2 separate regions of the Mus musculus genome follow, and region 2 is linked to region 1. A link is a contact called in public Hi-C data. All regions are on one chromosome and are shown on one strand. Each heading gives the region's core, a stretch centred on a gene start, on an enhancer-like site or on the middle of the called end of the contact. The rest is flanking DNA. Distances are from core to core; before and after follow the strand shown.

Evidence for each region. Hi-C and Micro-C count contacts between places; a contact is called where the count stands out from the background.
Region 2: a Hi-C map of cerebral cortex shows a contact between it and region 1, with 2.3 times the contacts expected there. The contact joins the promoter of A830009L08Rik here to the enhancer-like site in region 1. A contact is called at or near these places in 7 of 484 Hi-C or Micro-C datasets (the N1E-115 cell line, cerebral cortex, myocytes and 3 more) and 7 of 115 datasets of contacts at active chromatin or transcription factors (the SCID.adh cell line, cardiomyocytes, embryonic basal ganglia and 4 more).

Annotation. Positions count from the first base shown.
Region 1 is chr13:91,037,619-91,041,180 of GRCm38.p6, reverse strand. Atg10 (autophagy related 10) reads left to right here. Exons shown (of 8, transcript NM_025770.3): 4 at 193-331. Among named protein-coding and RNA genes, the nearest start is that of Gm46434, 110 kb to the right of the region's middle. Within about 2 kb of position 1,795, at least 128 of the 459 cell types and tissues checked have an H3K27ac peak or open chromatin away from gene starts, as enhancers often do. A contact at or near this core is called in the N1E-115 cell line, cerebral cortex, embryonic basal ganglia and 4 more, where this site is marked.
Region 2 is chr13:91,385,904-91,389,729 of GRCm38.p6, reverse strand. A830009L08Rik (RIKEN cDNA A830009L08 gene) reads left to right here and starts at 1,645. Exons shown (of 3, transcript NR_045161.1): 1 at 1,645-1,851.

The DNA of each region.
Region 1 (3,562 bases), core at 546-3,045:
AGAACTCAAATGTTCAATGTTTGTGTGGGTAGCTCTCCCTTTTCTTACCTCCTAACCTTGAACTTAACTGGTCATTTGCAAGGAGAAGCTCTCACCCTTCTCTTTCCATGTGTGCACTTGGGTTTTGTTGTTGTTTCTGTATTCATTGACATACACAGTTTGGCTTAGTCTCTGCTTTTTTTCCCCCCCCAGGAGAATTTAGAGCTACCAATGGATGATTCTGAAGTGACGAGACCTGCAGCGGTGGCAGAAGTGATTAAACATGAGTATCATGTCTTATACTCTTGTAGTTACCAAGTGCCGGTTCTTTACTTTAGGGCAAGCTTTTTAGGTAAGACCATGTCTAATACAGAAAGCAAATTTATAAACTTTCCATATAAGACAGGGAGCATATTTGGAAAATCATTCCTGAGAGGGGAAGAAAACAGAGGTTAAAAATAAAAAGCTGTAGTTGAGGTAAGGTTTCACCAGTAAAACTTCTCATGCTTCAGAAAGAGCAGACTTCATAGTGAATGATATCATCCCAGCCTTAAATCTCATCTTCACAGTTTTGGCCCCTTGCCTGAAGTTGACTAAGCCCCCTGGCCTTTCTTGACTTTAAACAAGTAGGAACAACTTAAAGCTGCAATGTTTATTTACTTCTAACTTTGCAGTAAAAAATTTCTTTCTGTCTCAAGTGATGCCATTAACTCCTAAGTTCCTGGGCTTCTTTCACCAAGAGCTTATGGTTATTTCAAGAAATGCTTATTGGTTAGGTTAAGGGGTATTTAAGAATAGCAGTAACACCTCCACTAGTCATCTACACACCTCATGCCTCAGTGCCTCGATATGCTGTGATCTAACGCATTGCCTGACAAGAAGGTGGACACCTTGTCTCCTTGGAGGCCTCTGCTAATGATGCCACATGGAGTCCTCACACTGCAGCTTGGAGATGTCTGGGTATGCCCTGGGTAAATTAGGTCAACTTCAGGCCTTGGACTCAGAGCTCCATCCAGTCCACCTCTTACCTTGTGTGTGGTTTTGTGCATGCCTTTCTCGGTAACAGTTTGCATTTGCAGACTACTAATTTCTGGATAGCTAAGACATGTGAATTTAGCCAATGATCTCTTATTTTTAATTAAAAAGTAGCATAAGCTGCTTTGAGTGTGTATTTGGTGGGTTTAATCACTCACTGCTTTATATTGTTTAATGGTCTCCAGTTTTGCAGGGCTGGCAGTTTTACAAGCACTTACGATTTAAAACAAGAGCAAATTCTTAGAGAATCCCTGGTGAGAAGATTTTAATCTGAGGTGCAGTTCCTAAGAACTGACAATTTTGGGTAAATTTTTAACCTGGGACTTGAGGACACAGATAGTTACTAACTCTCAAACTCTTGCTGCAGATTCATCCATATGATTACTCCTAACCTTTAAAACATTTGCTTTATTGTAATAATATTTGATTTAGAGTCCAGAGGTTAAAGAGGATTTCTTGTCTCTACACTGTGCCCTCTACTAAAAGTTGGGGAATATATTTGTTACGTGGGGTAGAGGAGGTGGGGAATGCTTCCTTGATTCTAGTTTGCAGTCGCCCTGCCTAGCGCTATCTAGATTCAAAGACAAGCCAGGGCTGCAGGTAGAGGACACAGGGCACTCATTCGGATTCTTCAGAACTGTTCTTTCATGTGATCGGTATTCACTGTAAGCACTTAATCACCAGAGACGAATTTCCAGAGACAAAACAAGTCCTTTAGCTTGTCAGCATCAGGGATGCGAGGGATTGCAACATGGCTGCTTCTAGCTGGAAGTGGGTCTTGCCGAGACCGGCTGATGAGCTCACGCTGGCTCTGTGCTCTGCACGTGCCAACAGCTCCCCTTACAGCACAGCACAGTGATTGTTCCTGCAAGTCCAATTATATTTTAATGACATTAGTGTGCTTCCTGCATGCCTTTCTACATGGTGATTTTAGTTCTTAAAACACACATACACAAGTAGCACTCCTGGTTCTATTTTTAGAATTTCAAGGCACCCTTCCTGTGTACCTGATAAAGAAAACCAAAGAGGTCATTTGTTTTTTGTAAAAATATATTCCCAACCTCTCATTCTGTCTTGTATGGAATTGATTTTTAGTTCTTTTTAATTCCAGAATTCATTTGCTTATGCACATTAAAATATGGGATTATATTTTATAAAGCATATTGAGATGTTTTCTTGTGGAGAAAACTGGAAAATGGTTCATTGCTTGATCATTCTGTGTACTTTTAAATTTTGCTTTTACCTAACGTAAACTCAGGGGCCTTCTAAGAATGCACCATTCTTCATTTATGAGTCATTTTTTAACGTATTCTCCCTAGTCCAGTCCTCCTTTCAACGTCTGCTTAGCCTGGCTGTTCATGTGTTAAAAGTCTGATGGTGTAGAGAATGCATTCCTAGCGTCGTCTTCTTATTCCAGGCCTGGGCTTTTGTTATTGGTGGTGGTTTTGTTGTTGTTGTTGTTGTTGTTGTTGTTGTTTGTTTCCTACCAAGAGAATCTGACCTAGAAACAGGATGATTGTAAAAATTCTTGCCCAAGGGTCTTGTCTGTCTGTCTTTCTTTCTCTTTCCTTTTTTCCTCATTCCTCCCCATTTTTTCTTTTGTTTGATGTTGCAAAAAATAGTTTATTTGTTTGTGACAGGAGTTAGAGTTTCTTTTGCATCTGTTAGTAAAAATCAATTTCTCTGCTTAACTTTGATTTTTTTTCTATACACTCACACACACACATACACACATACACACACAGGAAAAGTAAAGCAAGGGTTTGGTAGTTCCCATTGAAACTGACATTGCCCCCTTTATCAACTGGTTGAGATTTCTTCTGAATCTGTTTTGTTTCTTGACATGCAAATCCACTGTGCTTTGAGTTCCTGTGGCTCCTGTATATGATTCAGTGTCTGCCTGAGACTCAGCTAACATGCTGACTACCCTTGCTCCTCCCACGTCCTGTCTCATATCTCTCATCAGACCATGTCATCACCTCACACACTGCAGTATAATAATGTGTCTGTTTATTTGCCCTCCTACCAGATGGTACGCAAACATATAAAAAGTAGTGAAGGATATCAGTGTTGATTACCTACAAAGTGAGAAGCATTGATTATGGATCTGTGCTTGATAGTTACGTGGCATTTTACACACACGCCATGCTCACCTTGCTAATTTTGTTATTCACATCGTCATCCGTAGGCAAGCATCAGCAGATGCTTTCTGGATAAGTCAATAGTGAAGACTCTCTAAGCATTTCTAAGTATAGCCAAAAGACTAAAATATTGTGGATGTAATACTGTTCTCACTGTTGTGACAAGGTATAAGGAAGAAGTGGTGGTGCTCTCTCCAGGAGACCTAAGGCCAAACTATTTACATATCTTTACTATTGAATCCGTTGCTTCTCAGAGACCATAGATATAGTAAACTAAGGAGAATGGAGCATCCTGAAGACCCAAAGCATGAATCCAGCCTAGCTGAGCAGCTATCCTATCTCTAAATAGGTTTCTTTATGTGATTCTTGAAGGCAGATGGCCAAGTTCATGTAGCCTTTACTTCCGG
Region 2 (3,826 bases), core at 396-2,895, 350 kb before region 1:
GTACCACCTAGTTGGGTTGTTTTTAGCTCAGAAGCGGTGCTGGTCACAGCCATCTATGGCTAGGGCTTCCCTGTGACCTGCCCAAGTTCTGTGGAAGGGTTTCCACCTGTTCCACATTGTCCAGTATTAGGAGTCCCCATGGATCTAAAGTAAGTCTTAGCAAGTGACCTTGGGCAGATCTCTGGTTCTGAAGTTCTTGCTTCTCCAGTGAGCAAGTGACACAGTGCCCACAGAGGGAGCACTTAGGGGAGCCACAGAAAAAGTCCTCAGCCCTCAGCTGGAGCTAGGTGCCCTTACTGAGTGCCACCACTATTCCTCCTTCTTTGATGAAGATGAGTCCAGGGGCACTTCTGTGAAGGTCATTAACCTTTCCGTCTGTCTGTTGATGTAAGTCAGCCTTTTCTAACAAGTATCCTTCCCACAAATGAAATAAAAATCTACATTAATTTCAGTTCTAAAGTGATATGTTCAGCATAGACGTGATTTTGTACAAAGAAAGGACAGAGAGAGAGGAGGGGGAGGGAGAGGGAGAGAGAAGGAAGGTTGGAAGAAATCTTGCTTGTAAACACTATATTCCACTTGAAAATTTAATACTTCATTACAGAAGAGATACTTAATGTTAACCAAGGCATCAGTAAAACAATAAAACCACCAAGCAAAAGATTCCTAAAAGACTTTTAATTCTCTGATAGAGATAACTGGGTATAATTGCTTTATATAAAAACATGTATTTGGTCCAACATGCCCCTAGTATTATCAAAAGTTTACTTTTAAAAAGATAGAGAAAGGTTGGGAGGCTATGGTTTAAATATATTCTACAATTTTAAAATTTAATTTTACACACTGCCATGCTGTTCCATTACATATGCAGGAAAGGGAAGAAAAATGTTTTTCAGAGTTGAAAAAAAATTAATCCACATTTCTTGGCATCGACAGATAATGTTATATTTAAAATATACATATATAATGTGAGACCCATTATCTAATAAAAGTCACGAAATCTAGCATGTTCATTTTGTGTCTTATAATAATTGGAAGTTGATCAAAGAAAACTACTTCCATTTTTATGACATTGTTGCTATTTTTGTGGACAAAAATTTTAAATGTATGATAAAAATCCAATATACAATAATTGAAACATACAGTCCAACCTCACAGAGCTTTGATAAATCTGTTCATTCCTGGCCATTTTCAGTGTTGCTATAGTGAACAGTGTTGACAAGTGGCTGAAAAAAGCTTATAAATGGAATTCAGATCATAGATAAAACCGAACAGAAACTATCTTGTAGCATTTCTGCATGTTGGGAGGCCTGGTTTGTGCCACAGATGGCCATCTCCCAATAATACATAAAACACTTCTTTCTGGAGCCCAGCACACATTGTTGAATGCACAGGTCATTTGAACAGAACAATAATTCAATTCTCTTAATAATGATCTCACGAGGAGCCAACACAGACACAGGGTGATGCTGTTAGAAGAAAAGAATTGTACCCGAGTTTGAAAAATTAAATTCTTAAAAAGCCACCATGCTCTCTTGTCAAAATAGCACCTAAATGTATGCAGTGTTTAGAGATGAGGCAAGCTCGCTGAGTTTATTTTAGTCGCTTGAATTATACTGCTGTGTGTCTGCGCCATGCTTCTTCAGTCTTCGAGCTGGAAGCTTTCCGGGGAGGGTCAGTAATGGCCACTGAGCCCTCTGTTGGCTTATTGGCTGAGCTCACTGATGAGGAAACCTTGAGTTCGTCACTTTCTCTTCTCTAATTGCTGAAGTGGCCGTCACTGAAGATGACAGAGCGTTTCTGAAGGACACATGGGAATCATTAACCAGCCCAATAAAATGATCTATTTATGTAAGTAACAGTTATTATAACCTCACCCCCCCATGGCCATATTTCTCTAGAACTTTTGTTTTTTTTAATTTTTAAGGCTACTTTTGTTCAAGCTTGTAAGACTTAGGATCCTGGAGTCCCTATGTTAGCACTGATGAATGAACTCAGCCAGGAAAAAGCAGACCTAGAGGACCTCCAGCATCTGCATGATTCTCACTTCTGACACATGTGGAATGCAGCTCCCCCCCCCCTCCCGTCCTACTCCCCTCCCTCCCTCTCTCTGTATCCCTCTCTCTCCTCCTTTGTCTTTCTTCCATTTCTCCCCTCTCCCAATTTTCTATCCTTCTTTCCCTTCCTCTACTTTCCCCATCGTTTGTTTTTTGACAGGTAGGTTATAGAGCCCAGGCTGGCCTCAAACTCAGAAGCTTCCTGCCTCAGCACCTCAGATTATATGAAGCCATGCTGCTATGTCCGGGTCAGGATGATCAGCTTTCTATATCTAGCACTAAGTCTAATGCTACTGAAATGATGCGCCTTATTGTTACAGATTTAGCTGTTGCTATCGTGTTGCCTTTGTTAGCTTCATTTGCTAATGAATCAAGGTCTTTAAATATGCCGAGTGTTGGACTGAAAGATCTTTAGTTTTTAGGATCTCATTCTAAACTTGAACTGAGGAGTCATCTAAAACAAATGGACGTGCAAAAAGCAAATAGAGCGAAATGACAAGAACAAAATGGAAAAACAAACAAAACCCAGGAATAATATTGATATAAAACTATTCAAATTATTAACTTAATATTATATGGCTTATATAAAGTCTTACAATGACTGTTTTATAATTGAATAGGTTAATTAAAAGTTTTCCATCCACCTGCCCTTGTAGGCTTGAAAAAATTGAAATCTTTCCTATAAAATAGTACTTTTATGCCTGGGAAGCCCATTGCCCTGTAGGACCAGCCTCTGCCCTGCCATGTCAGCTTCTATGATGGTGCTTTTACCTTCTCAGAAAAGTAGAAAGAAGAGTACTCATTCAATTTGTCCGTGAAACAATGGTCAGGGCAGGGTGTTGGGGGGGGGGAGATGTACAGTGATGCTGGAAGGAAGAGGGGGAACACTGCCTTCCACCTGCCTGGCAAACCACACAGCTTTAAGGCCCTCCCCTCATCTCACTGACACCTCTCCCAGAAAGCATAACCCTGCCTCTAAAAAGACATTGCCTAAAGGAGAGAGCACAAAAGAGCTAAGAGTCGTGTCTCCATTTTACAGATGAGGCCTAGGAACACTAAGTAACTTTCCAAAGAGCAGGTAGCTACTTTCCTGGCAGAGCTGGGACCTGAGCCCAGCCCCAGCTGGACTCCAGCATGTCTGTGGTTCTATAGCTCACATTAGAAGCACTTGGAGAGCTATTAAACAGATGATATCTGGGCTCAGTACTAGAAATCTAATGTAGTTCGTCAGGGGGCCCACGATATCAAGACTTTCCAAGTTTCTCCAGGTGATGTTGACAGCAGCCAGGCTCACCAGCTATGTTCCTCTGTCTCTCACTACAGCACACTCTCATGATCTCTGGGCCTTCTCTTGTCTCCCCATCACTCAGACTATCCCACCTTGGCCTTGAACTTTGCCCCAGTCCCAGTTTTCTTTCTACATAAAAATAGCCCTTGTGGTGGGTTTCAAATGGGTCCACAGCTTCTGGGACATGGTAAGAATGCAGCTGAAGCCTGTTGACATTTGTGAATTCACTTACAATGGGACAGAGCTAAGTACATTTTACTTGGGTTTATAATGTGTATAGGTGTGTTTTTTTGGTTTTTTTTTTTTTAAACAAAAACCCTCTAGGAGAAACAAGCCAAACAATATAGAGCCAAGGACAGAAAGAAGAACAGGACTAAGAGAAGGGGAAAAAGGCCAAAACATTTTGCCCCTGTTCCGTTGCTGACCGTGCTGCTTGGATATGTTGGGTATGTCTCACTGAGAATGTATCTATGCATCATGT